Regions from separate parts of the Mus musculus genome. Here all the other regions are linked to region 1. A link is a contact called in public Hi-C, HiChIP or PLAC-seq, Micro-C and promoter capture Hi-C data. All regions are on one chromosome and are shown on one strand. Each heading gives the region's core, a stretch centred on a gene start, on an enhancer-like site or on the middle of the called end of the contact. The rest is flanking DNA. Distances are from core to core; before and after follow the strand shown. Region 1 holds the start of Tfap2a (transcription factor AP-2, alpha). Region 2 holds the start of Ssr1 (signal sequence receptor, alpha). Region 3 holds the start of Riok1 (RIO kinase 1). Region 4 holds the start of Dsp (desmoplakin). Region 5 holds the start of Snrnp48 (small nuclear ribonucleoprotein 48 (U11/U12)). Region 6 holds the start of Bmp6 (bone morphogenetic protein 6). Region 7 holds the start of Txndc5 (thioredoxin domain containing 5).

Region 1 (3,336 bases), core at 544-3,043:
CTTGTCAGCTCTGGTCTTGTCTCTGGCTTTTCGGGGAAGAGACTCTAGCTTAGACAGGGTCTTCAGGAAGGAGAATTGCACCTCTACAGTTTTGAGTGGAGGCTGGTGTTCTCTTCTCTTGCTTTTCTTCCACCTGTTAGCAAACACTTGGATTTGCCGATGTCTTCTTCCCCATGAGGGATTCACTATGGAAATCGAGGAGGCCTGGACATTTGGGGTGGGGGGGGGGGAAGGAAAGAAGAAAGAAAAGAAGGAAGAAAAACCAAAGAAAAAAGAATCAGATGAACCAGAGGTCTCTGAGGAGATCTGCTGTCGTTGATCCACAATTAGCAGGACAAAGACAGATAAAAATATTTTTTAAAGTGCTAGTGGGAAAACTCAGCCAGAGAAATCCCTCTATATCAGAGTGTCACATTAAAGTCTTTAGTGTTTTTTTTTTTTTAATATCTTACTTTAGAATAATTGCAGTAAGGGAGGAAGGGTCCCGGTGGAGTGAGTAAGCCCCTGGGCGGAGTCAGGAGTGGCCAACTTGGGGAAGGGGTGTCTCCTGCCTTCAGGTTCTTCACCAGCCGGCCATTGCGCCGCCAAAACGCCGGCGTTAGTAACATCAAGTCATAAAGGGTCGCGTCCTTCTTTAATTAAAAAGGAGAATCTTGGGAAAACTGGAGCCGATTTGCACAGGAAGAGTTGGTTCCTAATGTTTTATTTTGATGCATGTACGACACCGCATGGAGAGTCGCAGGAGCTCATGGGTCTGCGGTTTGGCTCACTCCAGAAGGGGTTGTGCATCCCCATCCGAATTCTGTGTTGTTGTCCACGTTGCACCTGGGAAACCTTACAGTCCAAACGCCCGGATGAATAGTCAGTCCGATTCAGCTTCATACAAACCGGAGGAAAATCATTTAACCCCCGGATCTGTCGAGTAACCTCTTCAGGGTACAACTTTTATTTTACACGTAGCAATTAAGAGATCGCAAACCCCAACCGAGCCACCGGAGCCGGCTGGCAGAATCTCCAACCTGGGGGGAGGGGGGAGCGCAAAGCTAATAAAACTCCCAGGGCGCTGCAGCCCGAGGGGGTAACAGCCGTGAGCGGAGGCGATCTCTAGTTGGGCAAAATTCTTGGAGTGACTTTGCTGGTCCTGGTTTGGTGGCTACGGTTCATTGCGAAAGGGATAATGATTTCTAATAAAATCGGACGGGGACGAAAGGCAGATAGTGGCGGTTGTAGTAAGAGTGGGAGGTGGGGTACTAAAAGTTGGTCCCTAGGCGCCGCCGCTGGTACCCTGCGTAGTACAGAGCTTTATCCAAAGCATCTTTGGCTAGCAGGACCCGAAGACAGGCGAAGGGGAAAGAGATGAAATTGGGGATAGGGGACGCTCGAACAGGGAGGGTGCTGGAGCTCTAGGAAGAGTTGTTGGGCTTGCAGGCTGGCATGCAGGCAAGTGCTCTAGGAGCAAGTTAGCGGCTAGAAGAGGCCTTTATACCTGGGTCGGAGCGGCCGGCGGCAGATTGTGGTCCTGGCGAGCAATTGGACTATTGTTGATATGCTAATGAGGCGATTAGGCTGTTCGCGAGGAGCAGGAAAAGGGAAAAGTTTCTACCATTAGAGGGAGATCTCCGAGCGCACACGGGAGCTCTCTAACCCTTCTCTCCTCCTCCCTCCTCGCCCTTCTCCTGGCCCTCCTCCTCCTCTACCTCCACCTCCTCCTCCCCCTTCCTACCCTTCTCCTCCTCCTCGCCCTCCTCTCCTCCTCCCCCCCTCCTCCTCTTTTGCTCACCGCCCGCAGCCCGCACTTTGCGCTAACCCAGAGAGTAGCTCCGCTGGGGTGCGAGGCGCAGAGGGGCAAATCCGATCACGCCGATCCATGAAAATGCTTTGGAAACTGACGGATAATATCAAGTACGAAGACTGCGAGGTAAGCGCGGCGCCGACTCAGTCATCCTTGCGGCCACAGGCTTGGAGATCGACCCTCCCTCTCCTCCTCCTCCTTCTCTCCACGCGAAATGCGAGTGGGACAAACTTAACACCCGCGCAGCTCCCACCCCTCCATGTCGCCCGAATAGCACAGGGGAGACGCTGGAGATAGTGGACATGGATCTCGGTTCTTTCACTTTTGTCTTTCGAAGCTCGTGTTCCACTCTTTCCCCTTTTCTCCTGGTTACTTTTGGTTCTGCCTGAGAGTGGAAGGAAGAGAAGAGCTTGGATTTAAAAAAAAAAAAAAAAAAAAAAAAGCTGGCAACTGGGCACGTGCCTGTGCACTCTGGTGTGTTTGAGCGAGATCCTGGGGGTGCCTACAGTAGCAGGAAGAAAATAAAACCATGTCCCCCCTTTCACTCCCTCCCTGACATTAATACCCCCTTTTTCATTCATTCTTTTCTTTCTCCCTAAAGACGTTCCCTTCTTGCATTTGGAGAAGGGCGCACACACTTCGCCCTGACCTGTAAAGCACGTTCGGCTTGGGAGCCCACACGTCAGCCCTTGGTGTCACTCTTTAGCTGCTATAGTCCTTGAAGTTCTAAGGAGTTTCTCCCGCCGAGCTTCGGGGTGGACACACCCCGTGGTGGTGGTTGGGTGTGGGTGCGTTACCGGCCTCTGGGAGTCGGGGACGGGGGAGGGATCCCCCTTCTACCTGCCAGTGCTTAGCGGCGGGACCCTGAAAATCCTGGGGCGACAGCCGATCGTCTCCAGTTGCCGATAGTCCGCTGGGATCAGAGAGAGGGCCGTCCCTTGGGAACCCATTTTAAAACCCAGAGCCTCAGAGCATAACTTTTGGGACAGTCAGGGAGGCATGAAAAAAGAACCAACGGCTTGTGCGGGGGGTGGGGGAGGGATGGCCTCAGCCTGTTGTGTGTGTGTGGGTTTTTTTTTTTTCATACCCCACTGAAAGGGGCTGATCAGCGAGTGGTGTGACGGAGGGGTGGGAAGCCCGTGATTATCCAAATCTGTAGTAGCCTTGACTTTCGCTGTTCTCTCTTTCTTTCTTTCTTTCTTTCTGTCTGTCTGTCTGTCTGTCTGTCTGTCTGTCTGTCTTTCTTTCTTCCCCCCCCCCCCCTTTCGGCATTTGGAGCTAGGGGTTCCGGCTAAAACGTCTGCTCGCGGGCGCGCAGAGGCAAAAATTCTGACTTCACTCGAAATTAGAAACTGGGTTTACGTGAGGGAAGTGTCACCCGCTCCCTCCCCCTTTTCTTTTAAAATGCTGGGTTTTTTCGCCTTTCTCCTCTCCGTCTTTCCCTTTATCCCTCTCCACTCCCAACCTGGGACACCAGGTGACAGGCATCCCTACCAATATCCCTGCTTCTCTGGGGACTCCTGTGGTGCGCCGAGAGGGGCCCA
Region 2 (3,336 bases), core at 286-2,785, 2.7 Mb after region 1:
AAGTTTGCTTGTGAGACTATAATTAGTCTTCAACCCCATCAAATATCCAAGATCCTCGTATTTAACCCGGGAGTGTCTCCTGGCACAAGAAACTGACAAGGACTGTAACTGAGGGGATGGTACAGAGACACTGTCCTTGTACCGAAGATCTCACTGTCTCCCTTTCTGAGGTCTGACTTCAGGTGGTGGCACTTCTGACTCCTTAATGTTCATAGAATTTATAGACAGTCTCTTTCCCCTGTTCAGGTCAGACATGTGTTCATCTGATCTGAACCTACTGGGGTTAATTAAGTTGAGATATGGTCTGTGACTTCCACTTCAGTCATCTTCAACAATTCTGAGGGGAGTTTATTTGTCCCTCTGTGGCTCAGAGGCTCCAATGATCCTGGTGGCTGCTTAACCTGTGTAGTGGTTTGAATGAGAACTGCCCCAGTAGGCTTGTGTTTGAATGTTACATCCCAGTTGGTGGAACTGTTTGGTAAGGACTTATGTGAGGAGGTGCATTGTTGGGTGTGGGCTTTGAGGTTTCAAAAGTCCGTACCATTGGACTTACCTCTCTGCCTTGTCCTTTGGGGCTGAACATATAAGCTCTCAGCTTCCACGTTAGCACTGCCTGCCTGCTCCCATTCTCTCTGATGCGATGGTCAGGAACTCACCCTCTGAGACTGTAAACAAGCCTACAAATCAAACACTTTCTTTTATAAGTTGCCTTGGTAATGGTATCTCTTCACAGCAACAGAAAAGTAACCAAGACAGTCCCTGAATCAGGATTGTGGCTGGAGGTTCTCAGCGCAGCCACTACATCCCGAGTGTTTCACACTGACCAGCTGAAGTTGCCAGAAATATGCCAGAAGTGAGATCTTTGGCGTAGAAACTGCAGAAAGGCTAGGTAATTGCTAAGTTTGGGTTGTTAAGAAAAATTACAGAACTGAACCTCTAATGATCAGAGTTCAAGCCCAGAACCCATCTAAAATGTGGAGAGAATCAGTTCCCTAGAAGTTGTCCTTTGACTGACCTTTACATCTATCTGTGCACTGGCAATTATACACCAGAGAGACAGTCAAATTTAAAAGAATAAAACTCCAGAACTCCGATTGTTTATTGCAGGGGGGGTAGAATTTTGTGACAAGGTATTAACTCTGTAGCCCAGTCTTGCCCCGAACTCGCTACATAGCCCAGGCTGGTCTCCAGCTCGCTGCAATCCTCCTGCCTCCATCTCTCAAACTCTGGGGTTACAATGTGAGACATCACTTTCGGCTTTTTATTTTTATTTATTTATTTTGTCGTTATCCATATCCTTTACTTTCTGTCTTTCAACTGCCACACATGCGGGAAGTTTCCACTCCTTGGCCCCTCAAAGCAACGGGGGACAAAGCGATGCTAAGCATCTGGAAGAGATAAGCCTGCTCAGCTAGGCTCTCGCGGGAGCCCGTAGGCTCCCCTGGTCCCCGCCACCGCCGGCCACGTGATCTCCCGGCCCGCAGGCCCCGCCCCTGGGCGCTTAGAGGCCACGTCGACGGTGGCGGGGAGGGGCGACGGATGGCGCGCGTGCGTGCGTGCCCCGCCCCTCCACCGCGGCCCGGATGAAGAGTAACGCCATTACCGCCAGAGCCTCCGAGAGCCCTAGCGGACCCGCACCGGACGCTGACCGGCCGTACCATGAGACTCCTCCCCCGCCTGCTGCTGCTGTTCCTGCTGGCCTTTCCCGCCGCCGTGCTGCTCCGAGGCGGCCCCGGAGGTGAGAGACGCGGGGCTGGGTTGGGGACCGCGGCCGACCCCCGGCCCGGCTCTCGTGGGCCATGCTATCCCCCGCCCCGGGACCCCCCGCAGCTCGGCGTCCTCAGCGAGCGCGGGCCCGAAGCCCGCGGTCCGCAGGACCCACGCCAGGGTCGGCCTCGCTTCTCCGCCCGCGCTCGCCGCGGGCCGCCCGTCCCCAAGCTCTGCGCTGACGTGTCGCTAGCCACACGCCGGCGCGCCTCCATTCATTCGCCCACTGTAGATTCTTCTCCTCGGCGCGTGGATCGTGTTCGCCCGGCCCCCTCGCTCGCCCATCGCGGTCTGTGTGGACCGCGAGGCTCGGTGTCCAAATCCGTCCCCTTCCTCCGGCTGCTTGTCAGCCGCTACCGTAGAGTATGGCCGGATGGCCTCCTCCTTCCTTTTCTAATTTCTCTCCCCTCCCCTCCCTTTTCCAGCCAGTTTTTGCTGGTTGAAAATATGCTGCGAAAAAGTTATTTCGAGCTTTGTAAGTTTATTCTTTCCAACGATTGACCTGGGCTAAAAACTTGGCAGAATGTAAAAACGTAGAAACTTGTTCCCCCTTGCCCGCCATGTCCATTAATTTTGCTAGTTTATAAAAACAACTAGTTTGAGTGGTCACCAGAAAGAATTCCTTTTCTTTCTCTAAGTTTCTGTGGCCCAGGGCATGAGAAATAACGAGCCATGTTATGAACTCTTTGGCCAAGCACACAGAAGTGCTTGGCTTCTACTTAGTAACTAGTATGACTTTGAATTATAGCTGTTAGGGATTTTGGCTTGGGAGTGTGGTGGTGGGGACATAAGACAGATGTTGAGACCGAGTCTCATGTAGGTAACCCTGGCTGCGTTGTAAGTTGGTGCCCTAGCTAGCACGTCCTTGAACTTATGATCCTTGTGCCTGTACCTCTGGGGTGCTGGGTTTCAGGGTGTCACCACACCCCGTGGATGAAGTGGTGGGGATGAACCCAGGGCTTCCATCGTGCCAGGCATGCAAGGCACATATGCACACTACAACCTTAGACCATTGGGGTTTTCTTTCTTTCTTTAAATCTGGCTTTTGATAAATTACCTGTAAACTATGAATGAACTGTTTTAACTCGGGAAAGTAAAAAGACTTAAAAAAATCATGGTTTTAAAGATAGTGTTTTCTCTTGGGCTTTGCACATGTGGCTGTTCCCACATTTTCCCTCGCTGCTGGATTGCCACATCATCGCTCCCCGAGAAGTGGTAATAAGAACTGCTTGAACTTTAAAGGGCTTTGTAGAGTTTTGCCTGAAAGTGATGTTGTGTGGTTTTTGAGAAAGCTTTGTCAACAAGTCTCTGATTTATAAATTAGCATTATGATTAGCCCTTATTTTTTTTGATATTTTAAATGTCTGAAACTATGCTTGAAGTCATGTGCAAAAATAGTTGGATTTTTTTTCTTTGCTACTAACCACGAAGCTGCCACTATTTATTTTAATTTTTTATTATATTTAGTGTGTGTCTGCCTGTCTGCCTTGTAATATATATCCAGAAGCTAGGAGACAATTTGCAGGGTGCATACCAAGAATCAAACTCACATGGTCAGGCTTGGCAGCA
Region 3 (3,336 bases), core at 601-3,100, 2.7 Mb after region 1:
GTTAAAGGCACAACTATGTGAATGCTCTCAACTAGTCAATCCTCTGCTGTGAGGTTGTCTTATGCGGAACTACCTACCAGATACCACTAGTGTCTCAGCCCAGGTGTGACATATAAAAATGTCTCTGGATTGGTGCAATGGCAAAATCAGATCCAGCAGAGGACCATGGGTGCAGTCTCACAATATCCTGCGTGTATGGGGCCTGTGGGCAAAGTAAGCTTGTCCCTTCTTCCCACTTAAACGCTTCCGTAAGGATTTCTCTGAGATGATGTGCCCATTCCTCAGTGGAAGGCTGGAAATCTCCAACATCTCCGGCTAAGCCCTACTTACCCTCTATTTACCATATGTTATTGATCACTCATTTTTTTCCTTTGTACTATTCACCAATTTTAATTCAAATAATTTACCTCGTGTGAATATCTATCTCCCCTAGCAGAGGCCAACCCCTGTGGCAATCAAAACGGTAGTCACCAATATTTCCCTACCACTCGATCTGACACACAGAGTGGTCAATATATATACTTATCACAACCGCTCACAATTGATGAATAAAATCTTCCTGACTATAAGGTACGCAAAACTCTTTGTTGTTTCAAAATGGCTATGTGTAAATTCTCTTTTCTTTTGAACGGGAAGTTTTCCGTCACTGCTTGCTTTTGGACCTCACATCCAATTTCACCACAAAACCTCAACACTGCTACCTCGAAGTCGTTCTACGACAGCAGCTCTAGGAGCCATCCGGTTTGAAGCTGGTTATTTATTTATTTACTGATTCTCTGCTCCACTCCTCTCTACGAACATCTTCTACATGACTCACCAGTTCCTTTAATTCATAAATCAAATGACGGATGCTCTGTCGCTGCAAAAGCCCTCCTCTGGCCTGTAAGACCTGAACAGGATCTTAACTCCTCACAGTCACTTGGAAGGCTCGACCTGGCTGGCCTCCCTTTTTTGCCTCAATTCTCTCCGCTACGCTGTAGGTGCTAGCCTCTTGGTTTGCCCTCCTTTCCAAAAAGACAGTAGTGACTTGATTTGTCTTGTTCATCATACTCGCAGAGGTAAAACTTTTGCTCACTGTGTATGGAAGCCTGTATGAAGAAAAGAAAGGAAAAAAAAAAGGCCCACCTTCCTCAGTGGTCCCCAACTCTTGCTTCTCTGCTAAACGTCCCGGGACCCACTGACAGGTAGGTAGCTTTCACAAGCTGCTCACCCCGAGAAAAATCCAAAGCCGTCAGCTGTCAGCTCCCCGAGCCCAATGTGGAGCTGGCGGAATCGGAGGAGTCCCTGTGTCACCACCGGCCGCCTACCTGTCTGAGGAATCCGCGTCGTCAAATTGCCCGGGGACCACCGAAGCCATCCTGTCCAGACTGCAGTCCATGGCTAGGGGTGTGAGCCTTCGGCGCCCCTGAGGCCGCGATCGGAAGAGCCTGCTTCCCACCTAGAGGATCCAAACGCGTCTCCGCGATTCCCGCCCCTCAAATCCCTCGGCAACCGCCAGGCCCAAGAAGGCAACGACCAGGCGCCACCGGGGTGTCAGGATACAGGGTTTCGGCAAACGCGGCCACCAACAGGCCGGAAGTGCAACGCCGGAAGTATGCCACCAGCAGGGCCTCTCCAAACCCTAGTGCCCTCAGGGAGCATGCGCGTGACGGTGGCCGGGAAAGACCAATCCGCGATGTGAAGTGGGCGTGGTGCGTTGTTTGTAGCGTGGGATGTGTAGCTCTTGTTGCTCCCCAGCCTTTCGTTCTTGCTCCACCATGGCGTTTACGGTCATAGGAAGTCAGCCTGTTTTTTTTTTCCTCCGGCTGCTCCTGAAGACTTGCGTCCTCTGACCTTCTTCCTCTGGACCCAGGTGCGGTCCGGAGGACGTCACACTGGGGCGTTCGAGCGCCCTGCGACGCACCAGTTGGTGCCCTCGGTGGGGACGGTTGGAAGGTGTTCTCCCTCCCGCGGAGCCGGTGTGCCGGGAGGAAACCCGGAATCCTTAGCCTGAGTCACAGAAGCTCGATGGATCATGGAAGTGAGCACACTTTTGCTCTCTAGAAACGTTGGTGCGTTGTTTTGAGATGCAATGATACAAGTGGTTGGTTTTTGTTGTTTTTTTTTTTTTAAGTTGGGAAGTTCAAGGTTTTTTTTTGCGTTTGGCAGGAACTCTTGTGACACCTCTTTCTGCCTTTATTAAATGTTAAAATGTTAAGTATTATCTAGCGCGCGCTTGTGTATGCGTGCTCCGTGAGTGAAGTTCAGAGAATAACTTGAGGGCTTACTCCTTCCACCTTGGGCTCCGGGAACCGAACTCTGGTCGTCCGCGCTTTTTCCTGTTCAGCCATCTCACAAGCCCTCATTATCTTCAAACGGTTTTAACTCAAGCCGAGCGGTGGTGGCACACGCCTTTAATCCCATCCCTTGGGAGGCAGAGGCAGGCGGATCTCTTGAGTTTGAGGCCAACCTGTTGACAGGAGGGGCTACACAGAGAGACCCTGTTTCCTCGAAGAAGAAGAAAAAGAAAAGAAAAAAAAAAACAAACAAACAAACAATGGATTTAGGTAGAATGGCTAACCAAGCCTGGGTGGTGGTGGCTTGGTTCAGCACCTGGTTGGGCCAGTCACAACTACTATAATTCCGGTTCCAGAGGATCCTACACACACATGGCACGGGTATACTAAACAGGCACATACATTTTTTAAAGTGTAGTTGCAAGTCACAGGCCCATGGAAAAGAAACATTTTGCGTTTGGAAAGTGATTTAAGGCACTAACACATCCCTGTCATCGAACAGGTAGTGTTTATTTGCAGGACGGGAAAGGTGAGCCCAAGGTTGAGTCCTCCAGCAGCCCTGCCTAGCTTCCTTAGCCTACTTGGTTTTTTACAGTTTACCAAATGATGACATCGATTTGAAAACGTCTTCAGTAAATAAGTAATCTAACAAAGTCATCCAGGCAGACAGGTACTAAGGATAGACTGAGACAATCTGATAATATGCCACTAGAATGGGGGGTATTTTCAGCCTGTGTTTTAACTGTGTAGACCAGAGTTTCTTAACTAAAGATCATGGCCCCATAATGGGGTGGGGAGAGTCATGATAAATTCTCCACACCCAAAACTTGATTCATAATTTAAACGGTGGGGTGAATCTGACAAATTTCGGGCAATATTCACCCATGATAACTTCACACAGCTTTCACTGTTCTCACCACTATACCAACTCACAGCAGCAAACTGCCTGAAATACCTCTGTTCAGATTTGAAACTTATATGTTCCTGTTAGGGTCCAAGAATAGCTGAAGGAAGACCCCAGACTCAAATAGGATGCACAGGCAAGAAGAGTGTTTACTGA
Region 4 (3,336 bases), core at 571-3,070, 2.6 Mb after region 1:
AAAGATCTCTAATGAGAAAAGGTATCCTGCTGCCTGAGAAATAAATAAATTTAAACAGAAAACGAGTTGCAACTGGAAGGACTGTCGGATCTCTAAAACTGCTTGCAAAACAAAACGCCATCGGAGCCATTAGGTTTCTCCTCCTCCGCCTGCGGCCACTGCGCTGCGAAGTATTAAGGTAGTGGGGCGGCCGCCTCCAGAGGCGCGACCGAGGTAGGGCTGGGAAGGGGCGGGTCGCAAAAGTCTCACGGCTCACGTGGGCTTGCAGAAAGCAGCTGTGGGGACCGTGTGAAAGGATGCTCATTACCTTCTCCCACCCACCAGTGACTCCCTCGCTGTATTTACCCGACTATCCCGGGAAGAGGACCCAGCCCTTTGTGCCGTGGGTTCCTCGGCAGCTCCTAATCCTGGGCGCCACAGTGCTTTCTCCAGGGTCACCCTCTCAGCCAGAGCTGGAGCCCATTTTATACAGATCAAAGAGATGACTAATACTGAGCCCAGAGCCACAATTATTACAAAGTCTCCAGGAGACTAGGCTGATTTTTTTTTAAAGGTGCGGAGCCTCCGGTGCGATCCCGGTGACCAAGTGGCCAGAGTGGGGAAAGGGGAGCGAGCGGAACAGACCAAGTTTGCAGCCCGTGCCCAGAGGCTATCCCTACAAAGGAACCCATTTGCGTGACAGGGGACTTTCAGGCTCCGTGGAGGGTGTAACTTCCATGCAGATACCCTCGGGTGGCCAATAACCTAAGGGCCTCCGCCGCCGTCGCCCTGGGGTGACCATGAGTTGCAAGTCCTGAGTCCCTCCGAGGCCACCGGGCAGCAAAGGGAACTCCACCCCTTCACAAGTTTTATTTTTCGTTAGTTTGAAAGCTGGGTTTTGGGGCCGCAGCTCCGCCTAGCCCGACCTCCCACCTGCGGTCTGGAACAAAGGCAATCACAGCTGGGTCCACTTTGCAAGGGACAACCGGGGGTGGGGAGGAAGAGGGTACGACCAAGGAGAGACCTGCGTCCCTGCCGTCCATTGCTCCCCTACACAGTGGAGGTGGAAAAGAGCCGCTTCTAGGATAGAAGAGAGGTGAGGACCGTGGGACCCTGCGTAGGCTCACGGTAGGACTGTCGCCTGGGTCCCAGCACACACCCAAGCTCCCTGTTCTCACTGGCTAGCGCTGGGCGTAGGGACACCCGTTCCTGCGCTTCCGTGACCCGGGGCAAAGCACTTTCCTCGGCCTAGACCTGGGTTTCCTGGTTGGCCCAGGAGGCGGGCCACTACCTGACCCAAGATTTGGGACTGAGCTAGGTGGCGGCGGGCTGATACCCACCAGTAGCCGTCGGAGTTCTGGTCGTTGACGGTGCAGCGCCGGGAGTGGGAGTAGAACGTCCTGCTGGTGCCCCCGCCGCCGCCCCCGCCGCCCCCGCCGCCGCCACCGCTGTAGGTCATCTCGTAGCGCAGGTCCGGGCCGGACTCCGCGCGGGTCATGCGACCCAGCGTGTTGATCCGCGGGTGGGAGCCGCCGTTGCAGCTCATGTCTGCGGTCACTCAAGAGAGCCGCTCAGCGCCGCGGCATACGCGAGGCGTCGCCTCGGAGCACGCGAGGGACTCCGGGAGAGGAGCGCGGAACGCGGAGGACTGGCGAGGGCTCAGCGCTCCAGCAGGGCGGAGACGGGGACGGCGACTGGCTAGGCGCGGGAACCGGAGTGGAGCTGTGGCTCGGAGGGCAGCGAGGGCTCAGAGGAGCTGGGTCGCGCCTGGGTGTTGGTGTTGGTCGAGGCGGTGCGAGTCTCCTCCCCGCTGGCACCCGGCGCCCAGGCCACACCTGGTCGGCTTCTTCCCAGGGCGAGGTGCGGCTGCCTCGCCTCCCCCGCCCTCCCCCCCGCGTGTCACCGACGCCTGGGGCCGCCCTCCCCAACCTGCGGCTCCGCCCTGCGCCACCGAAGCCTGAGCAGAGGCGAGGGGCGGGGACCTGGCGACTGGATCCCCGTCGGAGGGCTGCGACCCCGCGGGACTTGCTTCAGGCTCTAGGAGCCACAGTGGCACACCTTTGGAGGATTTCCTACTCCCCCAAGAGGCGGAAATAAAGTGGCTTGGGAGGGTCACTCCATGGGACGACTCTAGTGAAATGTTGACTTTTTGCTTATCCCAGGAAACCATGCCAGCTTCTATTTAAATAGCCCCAAGAGTTCGATTTCTGTTGTGTAAAAGATAATTTAACAGAGAATCCCGAAAAGGGCTTCTCCAGAAATATTTTGTCATGAGGGACTTAGTTCAAGGCTAGACTGGGCTTCATAGCAGGACTTTGCCTGAAACAGAAACAAGACGTGGTTTTCCATTTCTCTAAAAGAATCATGAGCACGTTTGTCCCCTGTAGACTCCTGAGCCCCAACTTGGGTCCCTTTCTGCTCCCATGAAGCCTGAACAGATACCGTTCCAGATGAGTAACACATTCCACCGATTGGTTCCAAAGCCACTCCCAGTTAGCAGATGAGTGCAATTTACACCGTAGTCTCCATAAACTGACTTTAGATACAGACCCCTGTACACTAGCCATTAAAAGCTGTTTAGATAACTTGGGGTGGCGTTAAATGCTCTCTAGTAAACACCACTTAAAGATCTTGGTAATAAATATTTCTTGTCTCCCTGAATAATGTCTGTTAGCTTTCCTGTTTGTACAATGTATTTCTCAAATGTTCATGAGCTGGTTAAAGCAGCCCAAAAACTAAATACCAAACTACATTGGTATGCTGTAAAGGAGAAGAGGAGGTTTTCTAAATATGTGCCCTATCTAATTCTGCAATGACACTTCCAAGTTTTGGACACAATTTTTGACAACAGATCTTGCTTGCACGTTTGCTTCCTGATTGCCCAGAGCAGACCGACTTAAATCCAAGGAGTCAAACGCACAGTGAGATAACAGTTTACCACGGTTAGCTCAACCACCCATATCTGCCACTGTTCGACTACCATCAATTTCCTCTCGTTTCTAACAACAAACTCACCTGGCCAAAGAGCTTGTAGACAAAAGTGCTTTGTTTAGAAATAGAATCCGTATCCGCAAGTCAGCCTCCACACAAACAACCCATAGTATCCGGAAGACGTTTGGGTCGTCAGCAAATAATGCACGGAATTTGATTCGGAATGTTTTCCTTCTTATGCATCTTGTTTGTCCAGTGGATAACTATAACACACTGTATGGAAGGGCCTGTATCAGACTGTGCAAGACAACGATGACTAACGCACAGCCACGGTCCTCATAAATACTATAGTAGAACCTCAGTTTCAACCATTTGGAGATCTCCTTTCTCCAATACTGAAAAGGATGCACAGTCAACCTGGAAATT
Region 5 (3,336 bases), core at 521-3,020, 2.5 Mb after region 1:
ACTCCAGAAGAGGGCGTCAGATCTTGTTACGGATGGTTGTGAGCCACCATGTATGTGGTTGCTGGGATTTGAACTCTGGACCTTCGGAAGAGCAGTCGGGTACTATTACCCACTGAGCCATCTCACCAGCCCCCATAAGTTTTTTAAAGGCTTATTCATTTAGGTATTTTATGTATATGAGTGTTCTTCCTGTATACCTGCACACCAGAAGAGGGCATCAAATCCCATAGGGTTTGATGAGCCATCATGTGGTTGCTGGGATTGAACTCAGGACCTCTGGAAGAGGAACCAGCACTCTTAACCGCTGAGCCATCTCTCTAGCCTAGCCCCACGCAGATTTTAAAGAATATACTTTTCTAGATGCTTTTTCTGACCCATCATAGTCTATAATAACCAGTACTACAAAAATTTCAACTCCCCCCATTACAGACTTTGCCACACAATAACAGCTGTCATTTCTTTACCCCTCCCCCCACTGTTACCATGACAAACTCTACAAGTGCACATGAAACATGGAAATTGATTAATTATCTGGACTAGTCTCAAAACTATCAATGTCATTTACCAGATTTTTTAAGCCAGTTACAACAGTGAGTATCAGATAATCATGTACTTCACGGTTTACTGGATAATCTGGGAGTTTTACAATGGACTTTCATATAGCGGTTAAGCAAAATACACCTCAGAAATCAGAAGGCCTGCAAGTCCCAGTTGCCAATCCCACTGGGATGTTTTTGTTTCTTCATTTGTAAAATGCTGCCAATTATTCTAGCCTCCTTGGGATACGAATTTTAAATGAAGTAACGCAGTGCCATTTAGAACGTGTTAAGTGTTAATATCACGATGTTGTCTAATATCTCGATAATAAATGAAGGAGTGGTGGGGCCCTCCATTCTCAATGGTCTGGAAATTTCATAAAATTATCAATTCATACCTCAAACTTTTTCAGTTGTCCCCCAAATCCATTTTTACAGCATCGTTACTAGGCTTTAAGCCATGAACTATATTGGTTAATTCACAACTCCAAATATACTTGTAAAGGTACAATGAAGGGTTTTTTTTCTTTCCAATTTCCACTTCAATTTTAAGACAATGGTGATTAGCTTGTACGTAAATTGCATATATCTTAAATATTTCCATCGACATATGACTTAAACCTTGTTACTGCATCATAGTAAATGAAGAGGGTATAAGAAATCACCGCGCAACGCAAATTCCCTCTATCCTGCACCTATTAAATAAGTCAGGATAATTCACTCTAATACACTCCTTAGGGGTCCGCTACTAGCTACCATTCCTTGGTGGCGCCCTTTAATCGTCCCACAATCGGTCCTGTCCGAGTGGGAAGCGTCCGGGTTTAAGATAGAGAAAAGTGAACACTGAATCTAACGCAATGCAGAATCCTTATATCATGACGAAGCAAATCGCCAACCTCAGCAGCAGCGCCCCCGGGATATGCACCGGACGAGCCCTGTCCTCCCCTGCATCGCACCGGGATGGAGAGAAGTGGGCTCCCCGGGCGCCTTTCCCACGGCGAGAAGTCAGCGGCCCGGGAAAGGCCGGGCAACCTCGCCCCTCACCTCGGCCTCCGCCTCGTCCCCGGGGTCCAGCTGATCCAGGCTCCATCCCAGGGACGCCGTCACCTCCTCCAGCGTCCGGCAGCAGCTCTCCACAAACTCGCTCAGCTCCTCCTGGAGCCGACGCCGCTCTTCCAGAGGAGGAGGTTCGGTCTCCATGATGGCAGCTCACCTCAGGCAGGAAGAGGCGGAACTGCTGGGCGCGCACGAGCTTCTGGGCGCGCACGGGCTTCTGGGAGCCGTGGGCGGGGCCCCGGGATGGCGCCAGCCTATCGGGAAGAGCCGACGGGCAGGGCGGAAGCGGTAGTTTTGAAAGGTGTTTCCACGCTCTTCTGGGTTTAGTTTGCGTAGCAGGTTAGAACTTGCGTCCCAGCTTTGAGCATCATTCCGCTGCTCCTTCGATGTTTTTAGGAGAAATTATTTATATCGGCAGGAAAGTTTAAAGAACAACACAGAAAGTGTCAGTGTAGCCTTTCTCCAGCTCATTAGCGTTTTCCCTCTTACAATTACTTCTAGATTCTTTATCCCAAATGCTATTATGCACATCCTCAGAACATTTTCCTACATAATCACAATGCATGATCAAACAGAAAATTCCTGAAACGGCTCTTCAAATTCTTTTTAAAGCAATTTATTATGTTTTAACCAATTGGCTATAATTGGTTATTATTTCTTAATTTAGAACAGGACTGGTTAAGAGCATTGACTGCTCTTCCAGAGGTGTCCTGAGTTCAGTTCCCAGGAACCACAAGGTGGCTCACAACCATCTAAAATGGGATCTGATACCCTCTTCTGGTGTGTCTGAAGACAGCTACAGTGTACTCCTATACATTAGATAAATAGATAGATAGATATATCTTTAAGAAAGAAAGGAAGAGGGCTGGTGAGATGGCTCAGTGGGTAAGAGCACCCGACTGCTCTTCCGAAGGTCCGAAGTTCAAATCCCAGCAACCACATGGTGGCTCACAACCACCCGTAATGAGATCTGATGCCCTCTTCTGGTGTGTCTGAAGACAGCTACAGTGTACTTACATATAATAAATAAATAAATCTTTGAAAGAAAGGAAGGAAGGAAGAGAGAGAGCCAGGCTCTTGGCCAGCACTTGGAAGGCAGACACTTGGGAGGCAGATTTCTGAGTTCGAGGCCAGCCTGGTCTAAAGTGAGTTCCAGGACAGCCAGGGATATACAGAGAAACCCTGTTGTGTGTGTGTGTGTGAGAGAGAGAGAGAGAGAGAGAGACTGTGCTGGGGTATCTAAGAGACCAAATTCCTGTCTGAGTTACATTTGGCTTCTCCTCCTGAGAGTGGTGGTCCTGAATTCGAAATCACTAGGTGGTCATTGGCCACACTGTATTCACTGAGACTAAATGTTAGTTCAGTGACAGTTTAACAGTTTGTAAAGCATCCTGTTAACAACATAGAATACTGTAACTCTCAGGTAGTAACATGCTGTCTTGAATATTTTTCATGTAAAAAGTGCATTTTATGATATTTTGCATATATGTCTGTGTACCACATGGATGCCTGTTGCCAGAGTAGCAGTTAGCTATGCAGTCATTTTTCTAAAAGGGGAATTTGATATAGATAAGCTCAATTCAATAAAAACCAAATATAAACATTTTTGTTTATAATAAAATTATCAAAAGCAGGTTTATGAGTCATCCTGGAACTCACCATGTGGTTGTGTCAAATAACCAATTTAATAACAAGTGTGTCAGAAGCAGAAACCTTATGGATGATCACGGCGTGCTTATCTAAA
Region 6 (3,336 bases), core at 257-2,756, 2.4 Mb after region 1:
ACCTTTTGGGACAATGGCCAAGGGCATGAGAGCGCAGGCACTGGGTGGATTACCCCAATTGCGCTGGAATCTCGCCCCATACTGACGCAAGCCCCGCCTGGCGGGGATTGGCACACCTTCCAAGGTCCTGGTGGGACCTTCCTCAGCCACCGAAGCCCTCCTTCCTCAACACCTGTGAATCTCTCTAAAGCATTCAGATCAGGTTCTCGGAGTTCTCAACTGCTGGGGGATTCCCTGACGGTCACTATGGGTAAAGCGGCACTCCGAACGTCCAGGGGGCAATGGAGGACAGTTCAGAGGGGAAAGAGTGCAGAGGACCTTATTCTTAGGAACCTTGGCCAAACTCATTTGCGTTGAAGTGGCCCGAGCTCGTCAGAAATAAGAATACAGGGAAAAGTGCCCCATGTTCCCCGAAAAAGACAACCTCTGCGGGCACCTCTGCGTGTTCCAGCTCCTCCCATTGCAGCGGAGCGCAGGCGAGCACTCGGCCGCGCAGGTGTCCGGAGCACCAGCTGTCCCACATCCCCGCCGCGCGCGCACGCGCGCGCTCCTCCACCTCTTCCCACCACCTGAGCCCAGGAGACTGCAAAGGAGGGATCTACCCTCCGCGCGATGCTACCCCCAAAATCCTTACCCAGGTTCACAAAGCTCATGACCATGTCCGCGTCGTTGAGGAAAGCGCTGTCCTGCGCGCTAGTCAGTGGGGACGCACCGCCACCGGGTCCCGGGGCCAGGAGACTCTTGCGGTTCAAGGAGTGTGCAGCGCCGGGAGACGGCTGCCTGAGCTGGGACGAGCTGGCCCCTCCGTGGGACCCAGGCTCTTGCCCCACACCCTCCGATGCCCCATCCTCTTCGTCGTCATTGGACAGGGCGTTGTAGAGATCCAGCATGAAGAGTGGAGCGGACTTCAGCCGCCCTGGAGGGGGCTCCTCGCGGGCCGTCTGCTGCTGCTGCTGCTGCTGCTGCTGCTGTGGCGGGAGCACCGGGGGCTGAGGCTGCTGGAGACCGTGCAGGGGCCGCGGCCTGTGCGGGAGCCCCAGCACCGACAGGATCTCCTTTTGCATCTCCCGCTTCTCGTGGGTCTTGAGCCGCCGATAGAGGAAGCCCGAAGAAGAGGACTGTGGCGGTGGCTGCTCAGCGCGCACCGGGCTCCCGCCGGCTCCCAGCAGCTGCCCCCCGGCGGCGGCCGCGGCTACCGGCAGAGGGGGCCGCAGTGGCGGGGGGCCGCAGCTGCACAGCAACCCCCACCACCAGCACAGCCACTGCGCCCTCCGCCCCAGCCCGGGCATCGCCGCCCAGCCCGGCTGCCCCCGCGGGGCCCGCGAGGCGTCGAGCGGCGGAGCGAGGCCGGAGCGCGGAGGCTGTGGCCCTCGGAGTGGGCAGCCCCCGCCACCTCTCGGCGGGCTCTCTTCCCGGTCCTGGCACTCAGTCCTTATCTCTCATGGTCATCCGCGGCGCCCCCAGAAGCCCGGGTGGAGAAGAGACGACGGGGCGACGGCCAGGATCCTCCACTCTCCCGCAGGTCTCTGGAGGCGCACGGGCTGAGTGAGCCAGGTGTGTCCTAGGCAGGACTGCGCTGCAGCCGGCGTCCCCGGGCGGGTCACGGCACGGTCACTCGCAGTCTGCACACGTGCGCTGCCCTGAACCCTCAGAGGCGGCTGGCCGAGGGGGGCCGGAGACGACAGATCAAGAGGTGGAGGCGATGCCGGGCACCATCCCCTCGCACGCCTCTCCTGGCTTGTAGGACAGTCGTGAAGTTTACTCCCCTGTGGGTCCCAGGCTGTGGCGTCCCTGCGTCCTAAAAAGCCAATTTTCTCCGCGCGGTTTTAACTTCCCTCTGGTCCGAAACTCAGCGCCCCTCCGCCTTCGGGCACCGTCTCTCCCCCTCGGAATCTCCGCGCGCCTCCCCAAGTGGAGGCGGCCACGATCTAGCTTTCCTCTCGGCAGTCTCTCGGGTGCCCGGAGGATCCCGCTCTCCGAGGCGATGAGAGAGACGAGGAGCGGAACTCGGAACGCAGGCTGCGGCGTCGGCTCGGGGATTCGCAGTCTCCCGCCTCTGCGCACTGCGCTCCCGGCCGCCGCCAACGTGGGCTTTCTGCTGCGCGTCTCGCTCAGGTACCGCACTCAAGCCCAGGAACGCCCTGCCCTACTCGGTAACGGACAGGCTACCAGCCAATGGAGAGGTGACTCTTGCGGGCTATTTACATAGGCCCACCCCCTTCTTTCACCCTCCCTTCTCCCAGGGCCTTGCCTCTGCCTAGCGAGCGTAGGTTTCTAGCACACAGAATTCTTGGAGGCATCAGGAGTTGCTTGGGCGGGTAAGAAAGGCAAAGAGGTCATTGCTAGGAAGACAGATCCGATCACGACCCCGATCTAAACTTTCTTCTTCCTCTGCTAAATAAAAGCAAACACAGCTATTTAATCCATGCCGTTACCGAAGGAGAAAATAGTATGACAGTTTTCTCCTTCTCTGCTCAGTTTCTCTTATTGATGGAATGTAGGCGTTTAGCAGACACGTGGCTCTCAAAGGCAGCTGCTGTAAGTTAAGACACACCCTGCGAGGAAGCTGCTCACACACTAGCTGCAAAGAGGGCAGGACAAGCCAAACCAGAGTCCTGGAGGTTTCCAGTCGGATATTTCAATTTATTTCTTCGTTTGGGCTGCATTTGAGTTCTTAAACTACAACCCAAACGAAAGGGGTTACGATCTGCTAGTGTTACGAGGAAAGCCTTCCCCATCCTCTTGCTAGTCTCTCAATGCAGTTGCCGTTGGCAATTGCATCTTAATGAGCTGAAATGCAATTATTAGACACACCGTTCCAGGTAAAACGTAAAGACGGTGGTAAAGATGGCCTTCAGCCAGGGCAGAAGCCTGGAAAGTATAGAAAATAGCCAGGATAATAAACAGGGCCCTCAACACAGGTTGCTTCTATCCTTGAACAAACTGGGACCACTCCCAACACTGCCTTCTACCAATAAACATGTCAATTCATGGCTCAAATGGCCACTCATCTCTAGATGGTAGAAGCAAATGCCCTTTAAACATGTGAGTCTTTCACCTGACAAGAATGGAAGGATTAGGAAAGAAAATAAGCCACCCACTTTCAGTATTGGTTTATGGGGTCTGAAACATTTTAGATAATTGTTGCTAGGATGCTAGAGACATCAAAAGCGTGCACCGTTTCTTCTGTCCAGGACACTGTACAAGTATGAAGTCACTGCTGTGCTGCTAGAGAGGCCAGGAACTCCACTCAGAAGATCTGAAGTCACAACAAGTACTCATGAGCTTCAAGCTGGGGGCCTCCTCCTTGCACACACTCAGCCACATCTTCTTTGT
Region 7 (3,336 bases), core at 325-2,824, 2.2 Mb after region 1:
CATAATGTTAATAGCTGATATTTGACCCCCAAAGGGATCTGGAACCACACAGCTTTGGGCAGGTGAAAAAGGAGTTGATATTATAAACATAGTACCTTCTGTTGCGATGTCTTAGCAATGAAGTGAGAGAAGTATTGAGGAGCATAAAGCTTTGACCTTGACAGTACAGATGACATGGCAAGAGTTCTTGGATTTCTGGTCACCAGCAAGCCTCACAGGACACGAGGCATGGCAGAGCACATCACAGGAGGCCTTCAAGGACAGCATCAGGGATTTCTATTTTAGTCTGTATGCCAAGGCTACTGGGCAGAGTTGGTGTGCTGGTTCAAGTTGGAGCAACAAATTGCCATAGTCAAAATCACGTGGGCAAAGGATGCTCATAGAACTTCTCCTGCGATGGGCAAGTTTAGGTCTGTTCAGGTTAGGAAAGCCGGAAGAAGCGTTTGGCTGAACTGTGCTTACTCAGAATGTGAGGGCACAAAGGGAGAGAGGGGGCAAGCAAGAGATGCTGCAGTTTGGTGTTTGGAAAACCATGGTTAAACATTTACAGGTGGACGAACCTAACATGAGAATAGTTACAGATGATGTGAGTTTCCCTGCCCCTCCCTTTACCACCACCCCCAACTGTTGCTAACCCAGGCTTTTGGTTTAGGGAGGCTGAGGCTAATAAAGATCAGGTGATTTTCAGAAGTGTTGCTCAGAAGTCCAATACAAGATGGCCATGTACTCTTCTTACTATGCCCGTTGCTTTTTCCCAATAAAAGATCACCATATATATGTCTTATGATGCCAGCTTCCTTTTCATCGGTACAGAGCATAGCTCTAGGACCTCTCTCAAGTGTCTAGTGGTTGTTTCGTTCTCCCTAACTTAGCTCCAGGTTTTCAAGGCAGGGCAGGGAGCTTAGATTGCCACCCGACTTAAAGTTCAAGAGTTGGCGTGGGTCCATGCGCCCCAGCCCAGGCGTTAGCTCTCACCCAGAACAGCTGTTGCCATTCATTTTCCTATCCAGGGTGAGTTAGGGCACACAGGGCACTAGCCAGGGCCTGAAGGAAGGGCCACTTTGACTGCCTTTCCTTTTCAAAGTGAAGGCAGGGCAGGATAACAGAGGAGGTGCTCTTGGGAAGTGGTTTCATCACACCCCCTGAGGCCAGGCCCTCAAATCACAGTTGAGCTTTGGCTAAGAATCTGACTTATGCAAGAGCAAACCCCACACACGTTTGCCTGATTTCCTCCTTTCTGCTGACAGCAGCTCAGCTTGGTCCTAAACTCTCGGGTCTCTTGGTGTCTGATTAGTTATCAACAGAAGCTGCCACTGTTCCATAGCTTGGCAGCTTGGCCTCTTCGTCCCTAGCAGGGAAAGGCTGATGAGGAGCTTGGGAAGGAGAATGAGCTCAGCGGGATGGAAGGGAACCGGACTGAGATAGCGCTGGAGGTGCTGCACAAGGACCCCAGGACCTAAGCGACCTCTTCCTGGTGGCTTTCAGCAGAAGACAGCAAGTTGCTAGGTGAGCCGGCGGGACAGGGGGCGTGGCTCTGCGAGCGGGGGCGTGATTGAGGCGTGGCTCTGCGGTCGTGGGAGGAGCCGGGGCGGGAGCGGCGCCGCGGAGGGGACCCGCGGCACGAGCGAGAGCTCGCCAGCCCCGCCACGATGCCCCCGCGCCCAGGACGCCTCCTCCAGCCGCTGGCCGGGCTGCCGGCCCTGGCCACGCTCCTGCTGCTGCTCGGGGCGCGCAAAGGCGCCCGGGCCCAGGAGGTGGAAGCGGACAGCGGGGTCGAGCAGGACCCGCACGCCAAGCACCTGTATACGGCCGACATGTTCACGCACGGGATCCAGAGCGCCGCGCACTTCGTCATGTTCTTCGCGCCCTGGTAACTGCAGCTCCAGCAGGCCGGCGGAGCCCGATCTGGGACCGGGGACCAGGGACCTGGAGCCGGGGACCGGGGAGAGGGCGCGAGGCCGCGCAGGCTGCGCCGGGGGCGTGGGCCGCGCTCGGGCCTCGCCGCTGACGTGGCGCTAGCCGCCGGCCTGCGAGCTAGGAAGGGCGGGCCCCGAGGGGAGACCCGGAAAAGCCTCTCCACCCCGCCACACTGCTGGAGTCCAGGCATCCCCCGCTTCTGTCCCCTGCCCAGCTCCCCAAACTTCCTGTGCTGGCCGGACGCGGCGGGAGCCCGGCGTCCACGTGCCCTATCCTGAAGGGTTCTTCCTGCTGGCCCATCAATATTGGGTTGGATTGGAAATCTAAGGCCCCCTCAAGATGTGATTGCCCACTTTGTGTGTCGAGGGTAGGAAAAGATAGCCTAGGTCGGGAACTGAGACTTCCCCGGCCCCTGGAGTCCAGCGAGGTGCCAGTTTTGGAGTCTCCGCTGCACGCTGGAGTGGATGTGAGCTGTATTCTCAAGGCCTTTAACTCTTTCACCTCCTGTTCTCATTTGGGGCCCGGTCATTTGGAAAGTGTGAGGTCGAACTGTTCTTCCTAAAAGTCATAACTTCAGGCTTCCATTCTTCGGTTGGGGCTTCCTGGTGCACCTCACTACCCCAAGAATTAGTCTAGACATAGCAGTGCTTTGCTACTGGGGCCTAGATGCTCAGAGAAAGAAGTTCTCCGGTCCACAGCAGAAAGCGGTATTTAGAGCACAGGCTCTTGAGATGTGGGATGTTCTGGCTGTGTTTATTGCTGAGCAAAGTACTCTTCCTCTAGCTCAGTAGGGACTCATTAAGGACAGGGGGTTAAGCAGTTAAGAAAAATGTGCCTGTGGAATCCAATGTAGTCAGTGATTGTATTTTTCTAAAGTGGGAGAAACTTTGCCCATAACCCTAGAGCGGGCTATTACTGCATTTCAATTCGTTTAGTGTTAAATTAACTTTGTGGGGGAGGGGATCATTTTGGCTCACAGCCATTATCAGTTAAGAATGCAGGAATGGGATACACTGTTTTACATTCCCAAGAACAGCCACTTGAGTCTGTAGAACTACCATTGAAAGAAAAAGACTGGGAGTCTGCCACAGTCAGTCGCGTTAATAGTTACTCTGTGCACAAGTCGTCTCAAAGTAGTGATTCCAGTTAAGTACACCACAGGACTTAATTGGAGTTGATTTCGGTGGAATAAATCTAAGGGTTTTTAGTTTTATGAGAAAAGTTGACATGCAGGCAGGGTTAGGTTCTCTGGAGTGCTGATGGAGTTTTAAGTTTAGAATATATGCAATGAATAACCAGCTAGTCTTGGCCAGTTGGGGTATACACCACAGATTCTTTTTTTTTTTTTTAACTCTATGGCTTACAGACGTTTAGGTCGAGGCTGCTCTCTAGGATAAGCCTTCAATTGTTTGCTTCTTG

The links. Promoter capture Hi-C pulls out the DNA fragments that hold promoters and counts their contacts. A called contact is a pair of places that touch in the nucleus more often than the background predicts. HiChIP or PLAC-seq counts read pairs in DNA pulled down with a chosen protein or histone mark.
Region 2: a promoter capture Hi-C map of embryonic stem cells shows a contact between it and region 1, with 6 times the contacts expected there. The contact joins the promoter of Ssr1 here to the promoter of Tfap2a in region 1. A contact is called at or near these places in 2 of 39 promoter capture datasets (embryonic stem cells and hippocampal neurons) and 2 of 115 datasets of contacts at active chromatin or transcription factors (astrocytes and pro-B cells).
Region 3: a contact with region 1 is called in a promoter capture Hi-C map of embryonic stem cells, with 3 times the contacts expected there. The contact joins the promoter of Riok1 here to the promoter of Tfap2a in region 1. A contact is called at or near these places in 2 of 39 promoter capture datasets (embryonic stem cells and hippocampal neurons), 2 of 115 datasets of contacts at active chromatin or transcription factors (astrocytes and large pre-B cells) and 1 of 9 other capture datasets (adipose tissue).
Region 4: a contact with region 1 is called in a Micro-C map of embryonic stem cells, with 10 times the contacts expected there. The contact joins the promoter of Dsp here to the promoter of Tfap2a in region 1. A contact is called at or near these places in 6 of 39 promoter capture datasets (cranial neural crest, embryonic stem cells, frontonasal cranial neural crest and 3 more), 9 of 484 Hi-C or Micro-C datasets (LSK cells, cerebellum, cortical neurons and 1 more), 8 of 115 datasets of contacts at active chromatin or transcription factors (astrocytes, embryonic forebrain, embryonic hindbrain and 3 more) and 2 of 9 other capture datasets (adipose tissue and embryonic stem cells).
Region 5: an H3K4me3 HiChIP or PLAC-seq map of embryonic midbrain shows a contact between it and region 1, with 7 times the contacts expected there. The contact joins the promoter of Snrnp48 here to the promoter of Tfap2a in region 1. A contact is called at or near these places in 2 of 39 promoter capture datasets (hippocampal neurons and pre-B cells) and 2 of 115 datasets of contacts at active chromatin or transcription factors (astrocytes and embryonic midbrain).
Region 6: a promoter capture Hi-C map of embryonic stem cells shows a contact between it and region 1, with 10 times the contacts expected there. The contact joins the promoter of Bmp6 here to the promoter of Tfap2a in region 1. A contact is called at or near these places in 3 of 39 promoter capture datasets (embryonic stem cells and hippocampal neurons), 8 of 484 Hi-C or Micro-C datasets (B cells, cortical neurons and embryonic stem cells), 8 of 115 datasets of contacts at active chromatin or transcription factors (astrocytes, embryonic forebrain, embryonic stem cells and 2 more) and 1 of 9 other capture datasets (embryonic stem cells).
Region 7: a Hi-C map of CD8 T cells shows a contact between it and region 1, with 3 times the contacts expected there. The contact joins the promoter of Txndc5 here to the promoter of Tfap2a in region 1. A contact is called at or near these places in 1 of 39 promoter capture datasets (embryonic stem cells), 1 of 484 Hi-C or Micro-C datasets (CD8 T cells), 5 of 115 datasets of contacts at active chromatin or transcription factors (acute myeloid leukemia, astrocytes, embryonic forebrain and 2 more) and 1 of 9 other capture datasets (adipose tissue).

What each region holds. Positions count from the first base shown.
Region 1 is chr13:40,732,252-40,735,587 of GRCm38.p6, reverse strand. It overlaps Tfap2a (transcription factor AP-2, alpha), which reads left to right and starts at 1,793. Exons shown (of 7, transcript NM_011547.5): 1 at 1,793-1,918. The coding sequence starts at 1,868. Gm26688 (predicted gene, 26688) reads right to left here. Exons shown (of 3, transcript NR_125899.1): 2 at 1,808-2,177; 3 at 426-1,566.
Region 2 is chr13:37,992,407-37,995,742 of GRCm38.p6, reverse strand. It overlaps Ssr1 (signal sequence receptor, alpha), which reads left to right and starts at 1,535. Exons shown (of 8, transcript NM_025965.4): 1 at 1,535-1,738. The coding sequence starts at 1,660.
Region 3 is chr13:38,035,503-38,038,838 of GRCm38.p6, reverse strand. It overlaps Riok1 (RIO kinase 1), which reads right to left and starts at 1,850. Exons shown (of 17, transcript NM_024242.3): 1 at 1,308-1,850. The coding sequence starts at 1,378. Cage1 (cancer antigen 1) reads left to right here and starts at 1,902. Exons shown (of 13, transcript NM_027724.2): 1 at 1,902-2,020.
Region 4 is chr13:38,149,778-38,153,113 of GRCm38.p6, reverse strand. It overlaps Dsp (desmoplakin), which reads right to left and starts at 1,820. Exons shown (of 24, transcript NM_023842.2): 1 at 1,320-1,820. The coding sequence starts at 1,525.
Region 5 is chr13:38,203,373-38,206,708 of GRCm38.p6, reverse strand. Snrnp48 (small nuclear ribonucleoprotein 48 (U11/U12)) reads right to left here and starts at 1,770. Exons shown (of 9, transcript NM_026382.2): 1 at 1,581-1,770. The coding sequence starts at 1,736.
Region 6 is chr13:38,343,886-38,347,221 of GRCm38.p6, reverse strand. It overlaps Bmp6 (bone morphogenetic protein 6), which reads right to left and starts at 1,506. Exons shown (of 7, transcript NM_007556.3): 1 at 635-1,506. The coding sequence starts at 1,289. It overlaps Gm47990 (a long non-coding RNA gene), which reads right to left. Exons shown (of 2, transcript XR_003950672.1): 2 at 3,099-3,336.
Region 7 is chr13:38,526,722-38,530,057 of GRCm38.p6, reverse strand. It overlaps Txndc5 (thioredoxin domain containing 5), which reads left to right and starts at 1,574. Exons shown (of 10, transcript NM_145367.4): 1 at 1,574-1,870. The coding sequence starts at 1,650. Gm31834 (a long non-coding RNA gene) reads right to left here and starts at 2,155. Exons shown (of 2, transcript XR_382215.4): 1 at 96-2,155.